Regions from separate parts of the Triticum aestivum genome. Here regions 1 and 2 are each linked to region 3. A link is a contact called in public Hi-C data. All regions are on one chromosome and are shown on one strand. The core of a region is the stretch at or near the end of the contact, and the rest is flanking DNA. Distances in the headings are between cores, read along the strand shown.

Evidence for each region. A called contact is a pair of places that touch in the nucleus more often than the background predicts.
Region 1: a contact with region 3 is called in a Hi-C map of leaf, with 6 times the contacts expected there. The contact joins the promoter of LOC123130669 here to the promoter of LOC123127654 in region 3. A contact is called at or near these places in 2 of 5 Hi-C or Micro-C datasets (both in leaf).
Region 2: a Hi-C map of leaf shows a contact between it and region 3, with 5 times the contacts expected there. The contact joins the promoter of LOC123130668 here to the promoter of LOC123127654 in region 3. A contact is called at or near these places in 3 of 5 Hi-C or Micro-C datasets (all in leaf).

What each region holds. Positions count from the first base shown.
Region 1 is chr6A:402,021,397-402,024,096 of IWGSC CS RefSeq v2.1, reverse strand. It overlaps LOC123130669 (expansin-B7), which reads right to left and starts at 1,393. Exons shown (of 2, transcript XM_044550500.1): 1 at 820-1,393; 2 at 1-705. The coding sequence starts at 1,185. The coding sequence ends at 178.
Region 2 is chr6A:401,999,727-402,002,426 of IWGSC CS RefSeq v2.1, reverse strand. It overlaps LOC123130668, which reads left to right and starts at 1,402. Exons shown (of 2, transcript XM_044550499.1): 1 at 1,402-1,851; 2 at 1,952-2,668. The coding sequence starts at 1,611. The coding sequence ends at 2,316.
Region 3 is chr6A:401,533,546-401,536,245 of IWGSC CS RefSeq v2.1, reverse strand. LOC123127654 (probable E3 ubiquitin-protein ligase ARI8) reads left to right here and starts at 1,326. Exons shown (of 15, transcript XM_044547420.1): 1 at 1,326-1,728. The coding sequence starts at 1,573.

The sequences.
Region 1 (2,700 bases), core at 144-2,643, 490 kb before region 3:
AAATGTCTTTATTATATTGTTCGAGACAAGTATACCATGAAAAACGTATGCGCTACGAGAGAGAACACGTAGCTAGCACACGAAGACGACACACACCGGACGTCACAAGCGACGTCTCAGCTAGCTTAATTGGCACGACTAACCCATGCATGGACGTGCATGGATGAGCGGGAGGGGTCAATCGAACTGGACGAGGGAGCTGTACACCGTGTCGGGCTGCCAGTCGGCTGGGATGACCTGCTCGGCGACGAGCGACCTGCCGGACTCGTTGGTGACCCGCAGAGAAAAGGGCCCCTGCAGCGGGCGGTGCGTGTCCAGGCGCCAGATGGATCCCCACGACTCCCTCATCGGCGTCCAGACCCCCGTCGGCTCACCATTGTCCGGCCGCGACTCCATGAGGTCCACCTGCGCCACGTCGCCGTCGCCGTTCTCGTACTCCACCAGGATGGCCAGGTAGTTCGGGTTCGACCCCTGCTCCACGTGGAACGTCACCGACAGCCCCGGGTACTGGCACGGCACCCTCTTAAACTGCATGTCGATGATGCCGGCGTGGCGGAGCTCGTCGTTTCGGCCGTCCTTGGCCATGGCGCCGAAGGCGGTGCCGCTGAGGTCGAAGTGGTAGCGGGCCACCGGGTAGTAGTTCATGTCGGTGATGATCACCGTCTCAGGGATGCCGGAGCACGCTGCGTGAGCCACGCACCTTATCTGCACGCAACGCAGCGCAACAATCCAAGATCCATCAGCTTGGAAAAACAAACGAAACGACAAGCACTCTACCGTCAGTGTCAAGCAACTGCAATGTCGGCCACAGTAGCTGACCTGGTAGCACGAGCCGCATCCCTTGCCGTCCTTGAAGAGCGGCTCGTTACCGCACGACGTCATGGCGTTGAACGGCGGCAGGTTCACGTTCTTGAACCCGCACGCGCCACCATTGTCGTCCGGCCCGGCGCCGCCGGGAGCGCCGTACCAGGTGGCCCTGGCGTCGAGCCAGCCCCCGCCGTCGACGTTGGTGCCGCTGCCGCCGCTGCCGGGGCTGGGGGTGGGGGTAGCGGGGGCGGGTGTAGGTGTAGGGGAGTGTCCGGGGCAGAATATGGCAGGCAGAAACCAAAAGCAGGCGCAGCAGCCATCGGCGGCGAGCAGGAAGAAGAGAGCGACCGCAACGGCGTAGGCGGAGGCCGCTGCCATCGCTTGCTTTTGCTGGTTAATGGCTTGATGCAGTTGGTGGGGCGCGTGTGAATTTATAGGCCGGCAACTCAAGTGCTAAGCTTCTTCTTCGTCTACCAGATCAAATCAAAAGGAGGAAAAGGGCGAGGGAATGAATGAACGGAGATGGCGGATGGAGAAAGGAGGAGCCAGGCGTGATGGCAGGGCCGGTTCACATGTGGACGGCGGGACTCGCCCAACTGGCTGCTATACACCATTACCCGTGATCACGGGATGCAATTCTCTCTGCTTTTAAAAATCATCAACCATACATACATGCTGCATTACAGGTGCTTCCTCCATGTATTTATGCCTGCAGCCAGCATATCACCATGCCGATTGCAGACCATAGAGGCATCTTTTTCTTGGCGTTTTGTACGGAAGTCGTAGCAATTACAGCCACATGACCCGTCTTGCAATCAGTGACGAGCTTGTGTATTCATGTACCGCGAAAATACCAAACTAGTGCTATGAAAATGCCCAGCTGAAAGTTACGTGCGCGTCGCCAGAGGATCAGGGCATGATACGAAAATAGGATAGTGGTTACGTACAAGATACCGGTGAAATGGTATGAAAACACGAGTATCCAGTGACATACTCCCTTGGTCCCATAATATAAGAACATTTTTGACAGTAGTGTAGTATTAAAAACGTTCTTATATTTTGGGATAGAGGGAGTACTAACGAAGCATCGAAATATCAGCAGAAAAAAGGAACATCGAAAGATACAATGTTGGATGTATAATAGTCAGTTCACCTTTTCCTTTAATACATGTAAATTCACAAATAGTACAAATGTAATTATCTGGATACAGTATTAGAAAAACTACAAAGTAGCTCTTGCATTTAGTAATTATAATGAAACCTCTTAAAGACATCTTCTTTGTGGTATTAATCCTTGAAGGTGAAATGCAATAAAACTTTCCGAAAGCCCTTGAATCACTCGTACAAAAAGTTGAAAAGTCATAAGCGACGAACGTATTTGAGGAAGATGGGCAGTGCAAACAAGTTGAATCACAAGATCATTGCCATAGTGTCGAGGTAAGATTTCAACAAATAGCCAAACCAACATAAGCAACATGACACACTAGATCCAGACAATCGACTCTGCAAGACACAAACCTCCATGACCCTTTTTTTTAACCAGAGTAATTTTTTTTTTGCAAAAATGACTCAAATCTATTGTAAAGGTTCATTAGAAGTACAGAGCATCCTAAACATAATAAAAATGACAACGAGGCCCCTGAACCACCGAACGACCATTGCTGTTGCCCGTCGACGCGCCGTTGTCGCCGCTCCCGTATCCGAGTTGGCCTAACCTTATCGACGACAGGTGGAAAGTCTTTGTGCATGTGCTTCTAAAGACCAACTTCTTGGAGCCGCCGTTGAGCCCTTGAACCGATCCAAAGAACCTGGCATCAGATCTCACCATCACATACACATGACGAGAAACCCTGACATCGACACCCCGAGGACCTGGCTGAAATCTACGTCGGC
Region 2 (2,700 bases), core at 153-2,652, 470 kb before region 3:
ACTTTTGACATGCACCACATATTGCCTCCACTTGAACCTAATCCATCTTCATTTGACACACTGTTATGGACATAATGATGTAAATCTCATAATTGGTATTGTACCAATATTTGTACGATGGCACATAAATACACTAAAATAAAAAAAATAAAAAAACAATACTAGTAGCGATGGAAAGAAAACACGCTGCCAGTAGTTACATTAGCAGCAGCGTGGGAGTGAACAAGCGCTGCAGCTATTTGTCCTAGCAGTAGCGCGTGCGGCACGCGTTACTGCTAAGCAATAGCTGTAGCGCCTTATTAGTAGCGCGCCTACCCGCGCTACTAGTGAGCACAAAACCAGCGCTACTGCTAGGGTTTTCCCTAGTAGTGAGCATTGCGTATATTTTTTTCTCTTTCCCAGTTGTGTCCTCCTCACAGGACAAATCTGTGCTTCTTGTGGAAGCATGTTTTTGCCCAAAAAAATACATTTGTGCTTCTCACGGAAGCAAATCAGTGCCGCCATGAGAAACAAATATGTGCTTCGCGTGAAAGCCTATATTTTGGCCCCAAAACACATACGTGCTCTTCGCAGAAGCAAATCTATGCCTCAACGAAAAGCAAATTTTGTGCTTCTCATGAAAGCACATATTTTTTTCATTTTTGAGAAGCACATCCCGTGGAAGCATAATTTTTTCCATGCAAAAAAAAAAACTCCATGATTTTTGTCTTCTCCAAAACCTAGAAAAAACTAGACGAAAACAAAAAAGAAAGCCAACTAAAACCCAAAAACTCATACAGAAAAAATTTAAAATTGAGAGGGAGCGCCTAGCACGCGACATGTGATAGCGGCTAAACGTGCCCCCAGGGCATCCAAAATGACCTCTGAAGGTCCCCGTAGGGGATAACCTTTAGTTAGTTGCTCTCGCTTTAGGGAGGTGGTCAGATCAAACAAGTTCGGTCAGGCATCCAACCAAACACTGCCCTACGCCTCATACCCCTTTGGGCCACAGTGACCATGCGAAGGTTTAGAGTAGGGATCATCCATGACAAAACAGATAAAAAATTTCCAGGACTCCAGTGGCTCCGCCGAAGGCTTCAAGCAGCTTGAAAATGTATTCAATGCATCCATTTTTATGGCGCTACCGGTGCACCAATGACACACTTTAAAACGTTTAAAAAAATTAAAAAAGAATAGCTCATTGACACAACATAAACCAATGTTGTCAGAAAATTTCAAATCAAAAATCGAAACATAGCTTGAGATTATCTGCGGGATTTATTATCAATAGAGATAATGGATCAAATTCAAAGCCCAACTTGTGTTATATATTACTCAATATCGATTTTTCGTACCCTAAGCTATATTTAAAATTTGATTGTAACAACATGGGTTGATGTTTGATATTTTCTTTAGAAATTTTCAAACATTTTAAAATGTGCTACAGAAGTTCAATGCACCGGTGACACCACAAGGGTGAGTGCACATATATTCTTCCCTCTTGGGGCTACGGTACAGGTGGATGCTGGAGCCACCGCTCCAAAACACACAGAAACACACACAGCTTCTTGCGTTCTCAAACACTGATATCGACTTGCAGCTTCAGTGTCGTCCACCGCCGGCAAGAAGGCATGGCGGGCGCGTCCTCGTGGTCGTCGTCCTGCTCGTGCACGTCGTCGCTCGGCTCCTTGGATGACGACGATGTGTTCTGCGTCGTGAAGCCGGGTTCCCCCGGGGCAGCTGCAGAGGGCAGCGTCAAGTTCCTGTGCAGCTACGGGGGCATGATCCTTCCACGCCACCCCGACGGCGCGCTCCGCTACGTCGGCGGCAACAACCGCGTCCTCTCCGTCGACCGCTCCCTTCAATTTCACGGTACATGCCTATTACCAACGACGCCTCCTGCTGTCCATTGATCGTTTCCGGCACTCCAGCCAGTTCAGCTGTTTGACTGTGGATCGATCGATCGCTTCAGAGCTGCAACGGAAGCTGACGGACATGTGCGGATGGGAGGCGTTGAGCCTGCGGTGCCAGCTGCCGACGGAGGACCTGGACGCGCTCGTCTCCGTCACGACCAACGACGACCTCGGCCACCTGCTGGAGGAGTACGACGCCGCCAGCAGGGACCGGCTCCAGCCGCTCAAGATAAGGGCGTTCCTGTTCCCAAGGGCCAAAACGCCGCCGCTCTCGCCGTCCACCCCGTCGTCCAGGCCAACGCCGGCGTACGTCCGCCACCACCACCAGCACCACACGGCTCGCCCCCCTCCGGCTCGTGGGCATTCGGGCCACCGGCGCCCACACCAGCTCCTGCTCCTCCACAACGGCAGTTGGTTGCAATAACAGCGGGATTAGCAGCCGCGTGCTGATGTATTAGCTTGGCAGTCGTGAGATCGTCCATGGGGCGCTGTGCCGCTGTCGCTCACGAATTTGTAAGCCCTGCTTTGCATGTTTCATAACATACGTACGTACTACTGTAGTAACAGACCTATTAGCTTGGCTTATTTTAAATAAGATTCAGGGTCTGTTCAAAAAAGAGAAGTATGTGTACGAGTCGTTCTTTCCTTTCCTTTTCACTTTTTTCGTGATCAAAAGTGTGGATAAGTCCCGAAAACCAAAAGGACAGACGCAAGGGCGATAAGGTTCGTTGGGCGGATTGCGCAGCCAGCCTGTCTGTCTCGTCTCTTTCTGACTTCATTCATGTCTTGTCCGGCTAATTTTGTTCCA
Region 3 (2,700 bases), core at 77-2,576:
TGGAATATAAATCTTCTCCGGCAGCATTTCTATCAGCCAGACATTGATTGCGTCCTTCAGATGAAGGCTTCAAGCAGATTAGACTCCAACTTCCTTGCTTGCCCCGGACAAACGCAACTGCTTTTCGGTACGCAGCGCCTACTACCTTGGTCTGCAGGAACATATGGCAAAGCAGGATAACGGCGCCTTGAGCGGCCAGCCGGACGGACGACGTTCAGTGTGGAACCTGATATGGAAAAACGGGGCACCGGCCAAAGTACGTATCTTTGCATGGCAAGCTGCCCAAGAGGCCTTAGTTACACAAGCTACCAAGACATACATACACCTTGAACTAGATTCAACATGCTTGCTGTGTGGCCAGGCAAAGGAGAACGTGCACCATGCTCTTGTCATATGTCCTCATGCAGCGACGCTTTGGGAGGCTATGCAAGAGCATTGGGCACTACTGACCCCAGCCGACCTGCGTGACACTGAGCCAGATTGGTTATTACGTCTGCTTGATAAACTGCCGGATGTACAGAAGCTTGCTTCCTTGATGATCACGTGGAGGATTTGGTATGCAAGAAATGAGATCATGCATCATAAACCCCCAGTCCCGATCAAGGCCTCGCGTCGGTTCCTATCGAGTTATATCAGTTCCCTACTTGCAATATAGCAGCACCCGAGGTGGACTTGACAAAGGGCAAGCAGGTGATCGATTACTCGGGAAGCACGTCAAAGAACACACATGAAATACTAGCCACGCCTCAATGGAAGCCCCCTGATGTGAACTATGCTAAACCGAATGTTCATGGTGCTTTTCTGAAGGAGGATGGTACAACCGGGGCTGGGATGATTTTACGTGATCATGAAGGCACAGTCATCTTTGCCGCGAAGCGGGTACTCTTCAATTGCGGGGGGCCTCTAGAATCGGAGATGACAGCTATGGACGAGGGGCTTCGGCTTGCTCTCCACTGGTCCAGCTTGCCGTTGGTTGTTGAAGCGGACTACGCTGAATTGTTGAAGATGATGCAATCTAAAGATATAGAGCGATCGAGGTATGCGAACCAGATTAATGAGTCTAGATATGGAGCGAACACGATTCAAAAGGACAAAATCCAAAGAAAATGGATGTCCGATTGGTGTCTGGTTGGAGTTGGCCAGAGGCGTGGTGTGGCAAAGAGGTATTCGGACACGGAGGGACGAGGCACTCCTGTTTGTGAAGTGAAGATTCATACCTCCCTTTCTGGTGCAGCGCAAGATTCCTTCCCATGAAAGGAAAAGGTTCCGTCTGGAAAGCACTGTTGTTAGCAGAGAAGCAGAAAATAGCAATTACACGCGAGAAAGAAAACGTGCGGAAACAAACAAGGAAGGAGAAAGCTCGAGGCTTCCTCTGCCCCCGAGCGAATCCCACCCATCCTCTCTTCCTCCCCCCACGTCTTCCTCCGCTCCACCCCTTTCCTCCTCCCAGCTCCCGTCCGTCCACCGAATCCGAGCCGCTTGTTCCCTCCAAACGGTGGGGCGCGGCTCCGATCCGCCCGATCCGGGTCGCTCTCGAGGCTCCGGCGCGCGCGGCGGCGGCCGGTGGCGGCGATGGATTCAGAGGACGACACGCGCGACTCCGCCGACGAGGACTTCTACAGCGGCGGCGAGGCGGGCCTCGCCCTCAGCGACGACGGGGACGCGGACTACGATTTCGCCGACCGCGACTCCGATGACTCGGATGACCTAATCTCCCACAGGCAGCAGGTGATCATCGATTGGCGTCCGGTCGGTCCCAGTATAGAAATTGCTTGTTCGAGATAATCGGAATGGGAGATGCAGCAGCGCCGGAGCGGCCATGTATCGGTGCTTCTGTCTGCCCCTTAACGATATAGGATGGATGATGTGGACAGAAATGCTCTCGCGTATACTACTATATATAAATAGTGGATAGAAATGTGACTGGTTGGATGATCTAGATATTGCTTTCGGTTGCCTGTGTGATTGCCTGACGTGGACGAAGAGCTCGATCAGAGTCCTTCCCATGGATGAAACGTGCTTATATAAACCTGAGGGTGGTTCTATTTATGTCCCACGGTAGGAAAAGACAAGCCGAGCATTCCCGATAATTACTTCTGGCTATCGGATAGGTGCTAGCTGTGACTGGTGTCCTGGCATGCGAAATTCACTTTGTGTTGTAGCTTGTAATTCACAGTGTGCCACATTGCTTTATGATTCCAGTTTTGGTTGCTGGTAATAAGTGGTAATGGAATGTAGCATGATAGGGAGAGCGGTGTTTAGGGTAGGACTGTTGGAAAGCATGCAAAGGAAAACTTCTAAGTATGTATTAGGCATGTACTGACATGCTACCCTGATGCAAGGATATACCAGTCTAATTGGTATGTTTCTGAATCTGATTTTGGGAGGTTTCCTACAGCTTGCTGGTTTCATTGGAGCTGGCAGTTTTTTAATGTATGATTTGATAGCTCTAGCCAAAAGATGGTGATTAATTCGCAGATCATACTAATTAGGTGAATACATGAGTCTTACTTAGTGTTTACTTACTCACAGTCCATGGAAATTTCTATGTGGGATGCAAGTACTCTTCTAGCTTCAAACTGTGAAATAGGGTACCTTGCATGATCTTGGCACAGGTCATTAAATTTATTTCGTTCTGATTCACTATTTGTAGTGATATTCTGTCTAAATATCAAGAGATGAAACGATTAGGGAAAGAAA